Linked DNA regions of Mus musculus: region 2 is linked to region 1. The links are chromatin contacts, called in public Micro-C maps. All regions are on one chromosome and are shown on one strand. The core of a region is the stretch at or near the end of the contact, and the rest is flanking DNA. Distances in the headings are between cores, read along the strand shown. Region 1 holds the start of Rcbtb2 (regulator of chromosome condensation (RCC1) and BTB (POZ) domain containing protein 2). Region 2 holds the start of Fndc3a (fibronectin type III domain containing 3A).

Region 1 (4,867 bases), core at 1,121-3,620:
CGGAGCCAGTGAAGTACACGTCTTAAAAGAAAAAACTAAATTTAAAACGCTGATGTATTTTATTGTTAATAATAATCCCCCTCCCCCAAATTCTATATGTCCAGTCAAGGGTCTTTCTTAATATTTCCAATTCAAGATTTGTTGAATCCACGGTTGCAGAATATAAGGATACGGAAAGTTGGCTACGTAGTTTTTCTGAGCACACCTGCAGAGGTTATTTGCTTAGTTTTTCCTATATGAAAGATTCTGACTTCTTCATTTTCTGTGGTGAATGGAAAGTCCTTTTAGGAGGGAATACTTCGATGCTCCATCCTGAGTCCTACAGCACTGCCACTGTGACAGGTGTCACTGCTCTTCCCAGTGTATAGGTAAGAGTTGAAAGTATCGGGATTTTTCGGTTTAACTCATAACCACGTGACTAGAGAGCACAGAAGTTATGGCATTGCTAGTCTCCATAGTAGCCCTGGAAACTGACTTACCTGCATGCCATTGTCCAATACGGTGACAGATTTTACTAGGAAGGTGCGAATACAGAGCGGACTCAATGACCGTTAAACAGTGACCATCACATGAATGCACTAAAGAACCAAGTTCCACAGGACTGTGAACTCGGTCTCTTTTACTCGGCTTTAATCGCCAAAACCGTTCTATCAGGATGGAAGATAATTCTAAAGAGAAACATGTTCGCCTCTCCGTTCAGGTATCAGGCTTTGGACTCCAAGGAATTGTGACTGAAGCCGAGACGAGACAGGATGGGTCAGTGACAGGCCGGACCAAACCTGGACCAGGCCAACTCTGCACATACACCCCTTGCTCACGATTTAAACCTAAACTTCAAGTTAGGGCCTCTAAGGGGTCCTGGGTCACTGAACCTCTCTTTGTTCCCTTTCCCAACGTGGCCACATTTATTAAATCTCTCTGATTGTCACAACAAACTCGTCAAGTGGCCCAATGTGGCCAAGCTTAGTCCGTGCAGCCAGGGCAATCTCAGGGTGTGCAAGGGAGCAGCACCTCGGTGTCCTCTGCTACAGTCCGAGTTAAATCTTTACCTTGTAAAGAAAGGCAAAAAGGCGGCTGGAAGCCTAGCTTCAACTCAGGCGGAAGTTCCATCGCCGCCAAGAAGGGGCATCGGGAAAAGTTTTTCACCTCTAAACTCCTCCACTTCCGGCCTCAGCAACGCCCAAAGGACTGAAAACCCTTAGGACAGCCAGGCCTTCCCAGCCATCCCTCCACTTCGGGGACCAAAGGCCTAAAGCGTGTGCCGCCATGGGGTCGGCGAGGCGGCTGCGGGCGGGAAAGAGCGGAAAGTCCTGGAAACGTCACCGCTAGCTCGCGCCGCGTGCACGGGAGGGTTGGAGACACCAGGGGCAGGGGTTCCCCCAACTGGAAGCGGGAACCCCACAGCCGTGGCCTCGGGGCGACGCACAAAACGGACCCCGGGCTGGGCCTGCGCGCATGCGCACCGCTACGCGGTCCCAGGGCCCGGGAAGGGACGTGAACCCAGAGCTACCCCAGCGACCTGGTCCACGGGCTCGCGCGTGCGCGCCGGGCCCCGGCCCGGGTGGGTTGGCGCTGCGCCCTGCCCCCGCAGCGGCTGCGCACCGGGCCGGGCGCAGGGTGAGGCCTCCGCCTGGCCTTCGCCCCCGGGACTCGCCCGCCCACCCGCGCCTGCCGCCCACACGCAGGCTTACCTCCGCGCCGCGCGTCCTTTCCGCTCCCCGGCAGCGGGGACTGCTCGCCCGGGGCCAAGAACAGCAGACACTTGGCGCCTCCCCCTGAAGCGGCCCGGCCTGGCGGGCTGAGCTCGAGTTCAGCCGTGCGGGGAGGAGGGGGCCGCGGGAGCGAGAAGAGAAACCAGAGGAGGAGGAGAGAGTTCAAGGGAGCGAGGGAAGGGGAAGGGGACAAAGAGAAGGGAGGGGGCTGCGCGCTGCGCCCCGCCTCCCTCCTCGGCCGGGATCGGCGACCCTGGCCTCTCTGGGGACCCTGTGCTGGACCCCGCTTTCTAGCTTAGTGCCCCGATTTCGGGGAAGCTGTGTCTCTCTGGTTTTAGGTCTTACATTCAAAGGCGCTGGTTTTCCTGCTTGCTGCGAAATAAGAGGCTAATTGCATTCTGTGCGCGCTAGTCCAGTCTTAGCAACTCCATCCAGGAGGCCCACCTCATTGTCTCTTGTTTGAGGGCCCAGAGAGCTGTCCGACTTTAAAATGAAGGAAATCCTGTCACCTGGGACGATCTGGAATGAACCTGGAGGATGTTAAGCAAAGTAGACATACAGCACAAATACTTACGGATCTCATTAAGGAGCACTGAAAAAGTCAAGTCGCACCAACAGAAAGTAGAGAGGTGGTTACTGGGACTAGGGAGAAGGGAGCCTGTGGGGCTAGTGATCAAATTTCAGTTAGGAGGAGCAAGCTCAGAAAGAAGGCTGCTATGCTACATAGTGGCTACAGTTATGAGCAGTGTGCACTAGAAAGTCCTAAGAGAAGAGATAATGTTATGGCTTTGAAACAGGGGCTCTGTATTAGCCCAAGTTAGCCTCAAACATCGTAGCCTCCATCCCTCCTCCTCTTGCTTGATCTTTGCCCTCACATTATATACATACATTAAAACATTGTGCTATATATAATAAATATATACACATATATATGTATGTGTTTATATATATATATATATACACACACATCAGTTTAGGGGAAGACAATGGAGATTTGGGTAATTTGCCTTGGGCCATATGATTAGAGATGACTCAAATCCATCTCTTCATTCCACAGGGCTTCTTTTACCTCTTGACCATGTGGTTTCTTTCCAAATGACTTTAAAAAGTGGGTCAGATAATGAAGGCCTTAGCAGTGTAACTGCAAGCTGGGTCACAGGATCCACAAAGGGCTTTTTGGAAGAGGCGGGCTTGATCCCCTCTTTGTCTTGAGCAAGTTCACGGTTCCTGAGGCTGAAAGTTCAGCTTAGGCTAAACAACAGTCTGTGAACTTATTATAACAATGGGCTGGGCTTAAAGAGAAAAGAAAATGAAGTTAGGACTAGATGTGGAAGGCCAGAAAAAAGTGTGAGGTTGGTGTGTCACGTAATAATTTATGGGCCCAAAATCTTTGCCTTTAAAATAGAGCATTTTACTGTTTAATATCTCACAAAGCATGTTGATAAAACCTGACAAAGATGACATATTGTTTTAATCCTAAATAAAATGTCATCAAATAGGATCCAACAACAAATACCATGATCAATGCAGGGATTGTTTCAGTGGTATAAATATGTTACAATGTAAGAAAGTTAGTCTTATAAGTAAGTCAAAGAAGTAGGCATGTTTTGGTTAGCCATTTAAAGTGATAGAGAATTCAACAGTCCTTTTGTTCAAAGTAAGTGGCTATATTCACTCAATAATAAACCTCTTAAGAGTATATCTAAGCCCGGGGTGGTGGCACACGCACGCCTTTAATCTCAGCACTCGGGAGGCAGAGGCAGGTGGATTTCTGAGTTCGAGGCCAGCCTGGTCTACAAAGTGAGCTCCAGGACAGCCAGGGCTACACAGAGAAACCCTGTCTCAAAAATCCAAAACGAAGAAACAAACAAAACGAACAAACAAGAGTATATCTAAGAAGTACAGGGATACAGTTGCTGCATCCCCATGGTACCCTGGATGGCATATGATGACGATGGACCAAGAGACCTGAAATTGAAGCAGTTGCTTTAGGTGACGCAATTATACACACAAAAAGTATTTTGAGACCAAATGGCTAAAACTGACATTGAACTCTTCGTACCAACCAATCCCTCAGATACGGTTGTAGGCATGCACCATCATAGATAACCCCGTTTCATTTTTTGATGAGTTCAATTCAGAGGCGTTTATGGATGTCTGTCCTAGAAGGCAGAGTTGTCACGGAGCTAGGGTAGCATACTGTCTGCTCATAGGGTACCTGTCTAGTGATAGGCTTGGGGAGTGACCCTTTTCACTGCTCTATGTAAAGCTGGAGGAAAGAGAAAACATTTGAACCCCTCCCCCAAAAGGGCAGGCGACGCTTTAGTTTCTTCAGCTCTTTCTTCCTTGTGCCTGAAACAGCAGGGTTCTGAACAAAATGCTCTTTGACTAATGATTGTACAAATTTCTGGCCAGTGGTGTGCTCCAAAGTAGCCTTTCCCAGTATTTTAAGAACAAGGACGGAGATTGTGGGTGGGGTGCTAGGACGAGCAGAGCAGATTTCAACAGGCAGGTTGGGCTCTGAGTATTGTAGATGTTTATAGTACAATGTTGTGGTCTAATTTGCACCAGCTTAACATCAGCCTGTATCAAGCCTGAAACAGTGATCTCGTTCGCATGCTTTGCTTAGTATGTATATCTAGAGACTTCAGACAAGAAGACCAGCAGGATTGGGACCCCAGATCTCTGGGCAAACACCACCTGAACTTTTCTCACTTTGGGCCTGACCTAACCATACTTTGAAACATTTAGGAAATGAACTGAAATTAAAATCAAAGGCGTTTGTGGATGTCATCAGGAATGGACTGATATCCAGTTACAAAGTCAACATAAAATCAGCGAGGAGAACTAAAACTCCCCAGGGGCAAGGCAAAGTGAAGACCCTTGTCCTTAGGAAAGAGTCTATTCTAAAATGAATCCACAAACCCAATGGAATACGAGCTGAAAGCCTGGGGTTACCTACATGTTTTAAAAATATAACAAAGCTTAGCTTGTTAGAGGAAGTCATTTCCGGTAAACAGTCTGCCCTTTGCCTCAACAGTCTCACGGTCAGGACTTTCCTGGCATGGAAACACATCAAAGGATCATCACTACAGCGTTGTTTATAACTGGAGAACATGGCATCTGTCCATTCACGCTGCCATCACCAAAACTTC
Region 2 (4,866 bases), core at 960-3,459, 430 kb after region 1:
TGACACAGCCTAGGCTAAGAGAGTTTAAGGAAAGCCCTTCAAAGGGACTTTAAGTTGTCCTGGGGTGCTGTGGAGAGGGTCAAGTGGTGTGTCACAGGCAGAGAGAAGAATGGGAATATGCGCAGAGAGTAGAGACAGTATGCAGGAAAAGAGGAGGCAAGTCTAAGAAAGAATGGTGTTCAAAGTGTTCACTGTGGCTGGAACTCAAGGAGGGTGAAGGTTGGAAATGGTTATTTATTCACTGATGAGGGAAAGAAATGTCTGCTCAAAGCCAACGTAGATTCCTGTGTCTCTCTGGCTAGGGTGATTTATGTCTTTCTTTCTCCCCAAAGGATATAAATCCCTCAGTTTTCCCCCTCCTCCTCACAGCATTGTGCACCATATCAAAGTGTCTAGGTCTACTTCAGTGATGTCTTGAATTACATGCCCTTGTCTCCTTCAACTAGTCTATTATTTTTTACTTTGCCTGTGGCATGTAGATGGGCTTTAAACATACTTATAAAAATGCAGGTTATTCTTAAGTTCATTTTTTATTTTTAATTTTTTTCATTATTATTATTTTTTGTCTACCACTGAATCATGGAACCAGAATCTTGAGGGAGTAGCGGTAGGATTCGGCATTTTTACGAAGTTTACAAGAGCAATGCTTTGGAAAATACTAGTTTGGAGTTAACTTTGGAGACTTTAGCCTCCAACCGAACAAGAGTTGGGCAGCAGTAAGGGGAAGCCACACAAGTCCTCCACATTCAGATATAAACTCTCCTATTGCAAAACAATGAGCAGTTATACTTCTGTTATTCCAAGCTCAGCTTTCCAGTAATTTTGTCTGGAAGAGGGCCAAAGCTGGAAGTTAAGAAAATGAAACATTTCTCTCAGGGAAAGGACTTTTGCCCCCTCTCCCCAACCCCCAAATATCTCAAGATGCAATTTGATAGAATCACTATCCTACTTGTTGACGGGAAGAAAAATAACCTCTCATTAGCTAGCTGTGGATACAAACATCGGATCAATCATTGCCTGCAGCCATAGCAAAAAGTAGGTGGAGAAGGAAGAAAGCGGGGCTTAAAAAACACCACCACAGGAAAATAGAAATGGTTAAAGTGGATGTACAGGCAGATGAACACAAGCCAAGTGAGGGGTCTTTAAGAAAAGTAAGAACACTGCAAATAAAACAGCACCAAGGTGGGGATTTTATACACTCGCGCACACCTCTGCAATCCCATGGGACTTTGGTACTGTCTGAGTATCTTATTTGATATTCAATGATCCACTAAGAATTTCATTATCCAGTTCTGTTTTGTTTTTTTCTTTTTTAAGAACGTAAGAAATTCGTACATCTTCGAGAGATTTCTGTCAAATGATTAAAAAAAAAAAAAAGATTGCCACCTTAAAACGCAGCGCAACCAATAAACTGAACTACAAGTCAGACGTGGAACCTGGTTTCATCAGTCACCAGTTTTGGCTGGACAGGGGGAGGACTCAGGTTCCCAAAGACGACCCTCTCCCTAAGGCTTCCGGTGAAACTGCAAAAGTAAGCAGTCCGGGCCGGCCCTCAGGCGCTACTGCAGCGTCCCCCCCACCGCCCCCCCATCGCTCGAGGCTTAAGGAAATTGTCGCCGCCTCCGCTTCGCTCTCCGCGGTGGCAGACGTCAAGGTAACGGGTTTCCACTAGATTCGGCTGGTCCGAGTCCAGAACCTTTAAGCTGTGCGTTTCTGAAAGACGTAAATCTGTTTCGTGGGTGCTAGAAAATGCCGGGGCTCTAACCGTCTGGGAGTGGGAAGGTCTGAGCCCACTTCGGGGCGCTTCCCCGTCCGGGGCTTGCCTCTAAAAGCACCTGCCGGCATCCTAAGTTCTGGGGCTTGCCGAGAGGGGCTGACACGGTTCGTCTCTGGGGGCGGTGGGTGGGGGGCGCTTTCTAAACTGCATTCGGAATGGCGTGTGGGGCCCCGGATACGTCAATCATCCGCACAGTTCCCGGGCTCTGGGAGAGCGGCACCGGAGCTCGCATGCCACACACACTTGCGGGCCCGGGAAGCCTCGGCTTGCGGGGCGGCGGGCGAGCGGGTTCGGGTGCGCGCGCTCGAGCTCGTGTGTGTGTGTGTGTGTGTGTGTGCGCGCGCGGGGGCTCCGGGTCCAGGCGGCCGGGGGCGCCGTCGGCGGGGCTCGCGCAGCCGCACTGGGCGCGCCGACTCCGGGCTCCTCCTCCCGGCTCCGTAGTAATCATGGCGGCGGCGGCATTCGCGGTCCCTCGGGTGAAACAGAAAGCGGGAGCTACGCGGAGAGGGAGCGAAGAGCGGGGCTGAGGCGGCGGCGCCGTCACTGCCGGGAAACACCCCTCCCCAACAACCCCCCTCCACAGCAGTCAGCGCAGCGGCGGCCGCGGGAGCCCCGGCCCACCGCCAAGCGAGTGAGAGGACGAGCCGGAGCCTCGCAGGAGAGACGCCCGGGGTGGGGGATCCGCCTTCCTTCGCTTCGGAGCGGCGGGATTCGGAGGTGAGAGCCGGCAGGGGGACGCCGGAGCCCGCGTCGGGGAAACCGTTAGGCTGGGGCTGCGGGCCGCGCCGCCGGAGGGCTGAGCCCGTCGGGGAGGGCGGGCGGACGGGCGACGCCCCCACGCGAGGCCGCGCCGTCCGCGGGGTGACGGACCCGGGACGCGGCGGGGACGTGCGCGACACCTGCCGGGGCTCGGCGACAGCGGAGCGCTGCCTGCGCACCTGAGGGTTAAATCCTCGAAAACACGCCCTTCGGGTCTGCGCCCGCCTGCCTGGCCGCCCGGGCGGCCGCCGCAGCCGGTGCCTGGCGGCTCCTCTTCCCCAGGTAAGGCAACCACCTGTTCGGTCGGTGGCGAGGAGGAAGGGAGGCTGCGGTGCTCGCCCAGCTCGGCAGCCTGCGTGGGTGAACTTTTGACACGACTCTGGGAAAGGGCGGCACGCGCTGGGTGAAGGAAAAGGAGCGAGTAATTTCGACGTCAGATCGCTAGCGCTTGCTGCTTTTACCGTGTGTGATAGGTAATTGTAGTTTTATTAAACTATCACCTTTCATAAAAAGCATTGGGGGGTATTCGTGTGTGTGTGTGTGTGTGTGTGTGTGTGAGAGAGAGAGAGAGAGAGAGAGAGAGAGAGAGAGAGAGAGGGAGGGAGAGAGAGAGAGAGATTGCTGAGGGTGCTAAGGATGGTGAGCTAGAGATTATTTATTTTAGTGAGACTGTAAGTTCCTTTGGGCACCTTCTCGGCTGTCCGTCTACTAACTGACAGTGGCAGGCGGACAAGGCTTTCCCTCTTTTTGTATTATAATCTTGAAGTGCTCACGGGTAGACTTTAAAAAACACCGAGCCACATAATGATGTTGCTGCATCCTATTGTGGTCTGTTTCAGTTCTTGAAACCCAAGTTTGTGCGTGTTGTAAGAAGCAAATAAGCATCGCCTCTCAGCCTCTTGGCTAAGATGAGTTGTAAGAATGAAAGAGCAGTTGAAGCTTTTCTGTAATATTTGAATCACTATGCTTTTGCCAGTATCAGTACGAAACATATGCCAGTCAAAACCGAGCCATATGTCAGACAGAAGCAAATTGAGATTTCTGGCTCATATCCCGTGTTTAGATAAATATTTAGTTTGTGTGTATTTGCGGAGTGTGTAATTCTTGTCATCTCGGAAATGTTGTTTAAGTCACCTAAAAATGTTCCAGAGAGATGACCCCCCTGCCTTCTTAACATTTTCTTGTTTAAATTGATTTTTTTTTTCTCAACTAATGAGATCAGTTACCCATGGAGACAGGTGTTGGGCCTATTGGAAAGCAATGATAAGGTCTTTTAAAACATGGCTTTTCGTTGGGTTTTTAAAAAAATTTAGTCCTCTTGTAATTTACCACTAATAACATCCTCTGAAGGGAGGAGAGAAGATAAGGGGATAGGGAGAAAAATCTTGTTTAGGTTTTACGTTTAAAAATTTTAGCATTTTCATATTAAATTTCTCTGTGTTGTTTTATCTTCATAGATCCTCTCCAGGCTTGCTTTGTAGGTTAAGTGGGACGTTTTTCTCTCAGGCTGCTTCCCTTTGGCCACCTGTATGCCTCTGCCTTAACTCTTTCCTTTTCCCCTTCTGTCTGAATCCTCGTCACCAGTGGTCAGGAAAAAGAAACTCATGCTTAATTAACACTAGCCTCAGGGAAGCATGATTGTAAGGGGAATTTTCTTCTCCCAAATTAATGGTGTGCATTTGAAAACACAGATTTTGTGTGTGTGTATGTGTGTGTGTGATGTGTCATCATTTCCTCTTCATGTAATTGAGAGATGATTTATTTTACCATACATTTAATGATTCCTTTTTACATCTCTATATTTCTATAAATTGAATACAAATGAAGAAAAAAATTCTCTGCTTTCCTTGTCTAGTGAGATGTAGGCTGAGAGATTCTGGAAAACACAGGAGAAAAATAAAGAATATTGTAATGGATATTGTCTTTTAGCTTGACTTCAGTAAAAGACATTTAATTTATGATTTGTTCAGCCATAGCTTAGACTCATATGTAATATTTCTACTTGAAAATATTTATATTTTTGGCATATATATGGCTTATTCATCTTATATTTTGCCTGTAGTGTTAAAATATCATTTGATGATGTAAACAAAATAGGTATTTCAAAGCAAAACATTCTTACTGCATTTTTTTTTCATGAAAATGAGTTTTGGGTTTGTCTTGGTTCATGATATAAGGACGCGCATATGATTTCCAAGTTTATTAGCCTGGTATTGATAAGCAATTCGTTGGTTTTTGTTGTTAAATGCTATCTCTAAAACAAGAATTACTAAAATAAGTTCTGAGTGTTTAAAAAAAAGTCAGCTTTAGAATTCTGTCCATTGAGTCCT

What was found. A called contact is a pair of places that touch in the nucleus more often than the background predicts.
Region 2: a Micro-C map of embryonic stem cells shows a contact between it and region 1, with 4 times the contacts expected there. The contact joins the promoter of Fndc3a here to the promoter of Rcbtb2 in region 1. A contact is called at or near these places in 10 of 39 promoter capture datasets (the 3T3-L1 cell line, the C10 cell line, embryonic stem cells and 5 more), 2 of 484 Hi-C or Micro-C datasets (both in embryonic stem cells), 8 of 115 datasets of contacts at active chromatin or transcription factors (acute myeloid leukemia, astrocytes, bone marrow-derived macrophages and 5 more) and 2 of 9 other capture datasets (adipose tissue and liver).

Annotation. Positions count from the first base shown.
Region 1 is chr14:73,140,013-73,144,879 of GRCm38.p6, reverse strand. It overlaps Rcbtb2 (regulator of chromosome condensation (RCC1) and BTB (POZ) domain containing protein 2), which reads right to left and starts at 2,370. Exons shown (of 15, transcript NM_001170694.1): 1 at 2,287-2,370.
Region 2 is chr14:72,707,346-72,712,211 of GRCm38.p6, reverse strand. Fndc3a (fibronectin type III domain containing 3A) reads left to right here and starts at 2,209. Exons shown (of 26, transcript NM_207636.2): 1 at 2,209-2,494.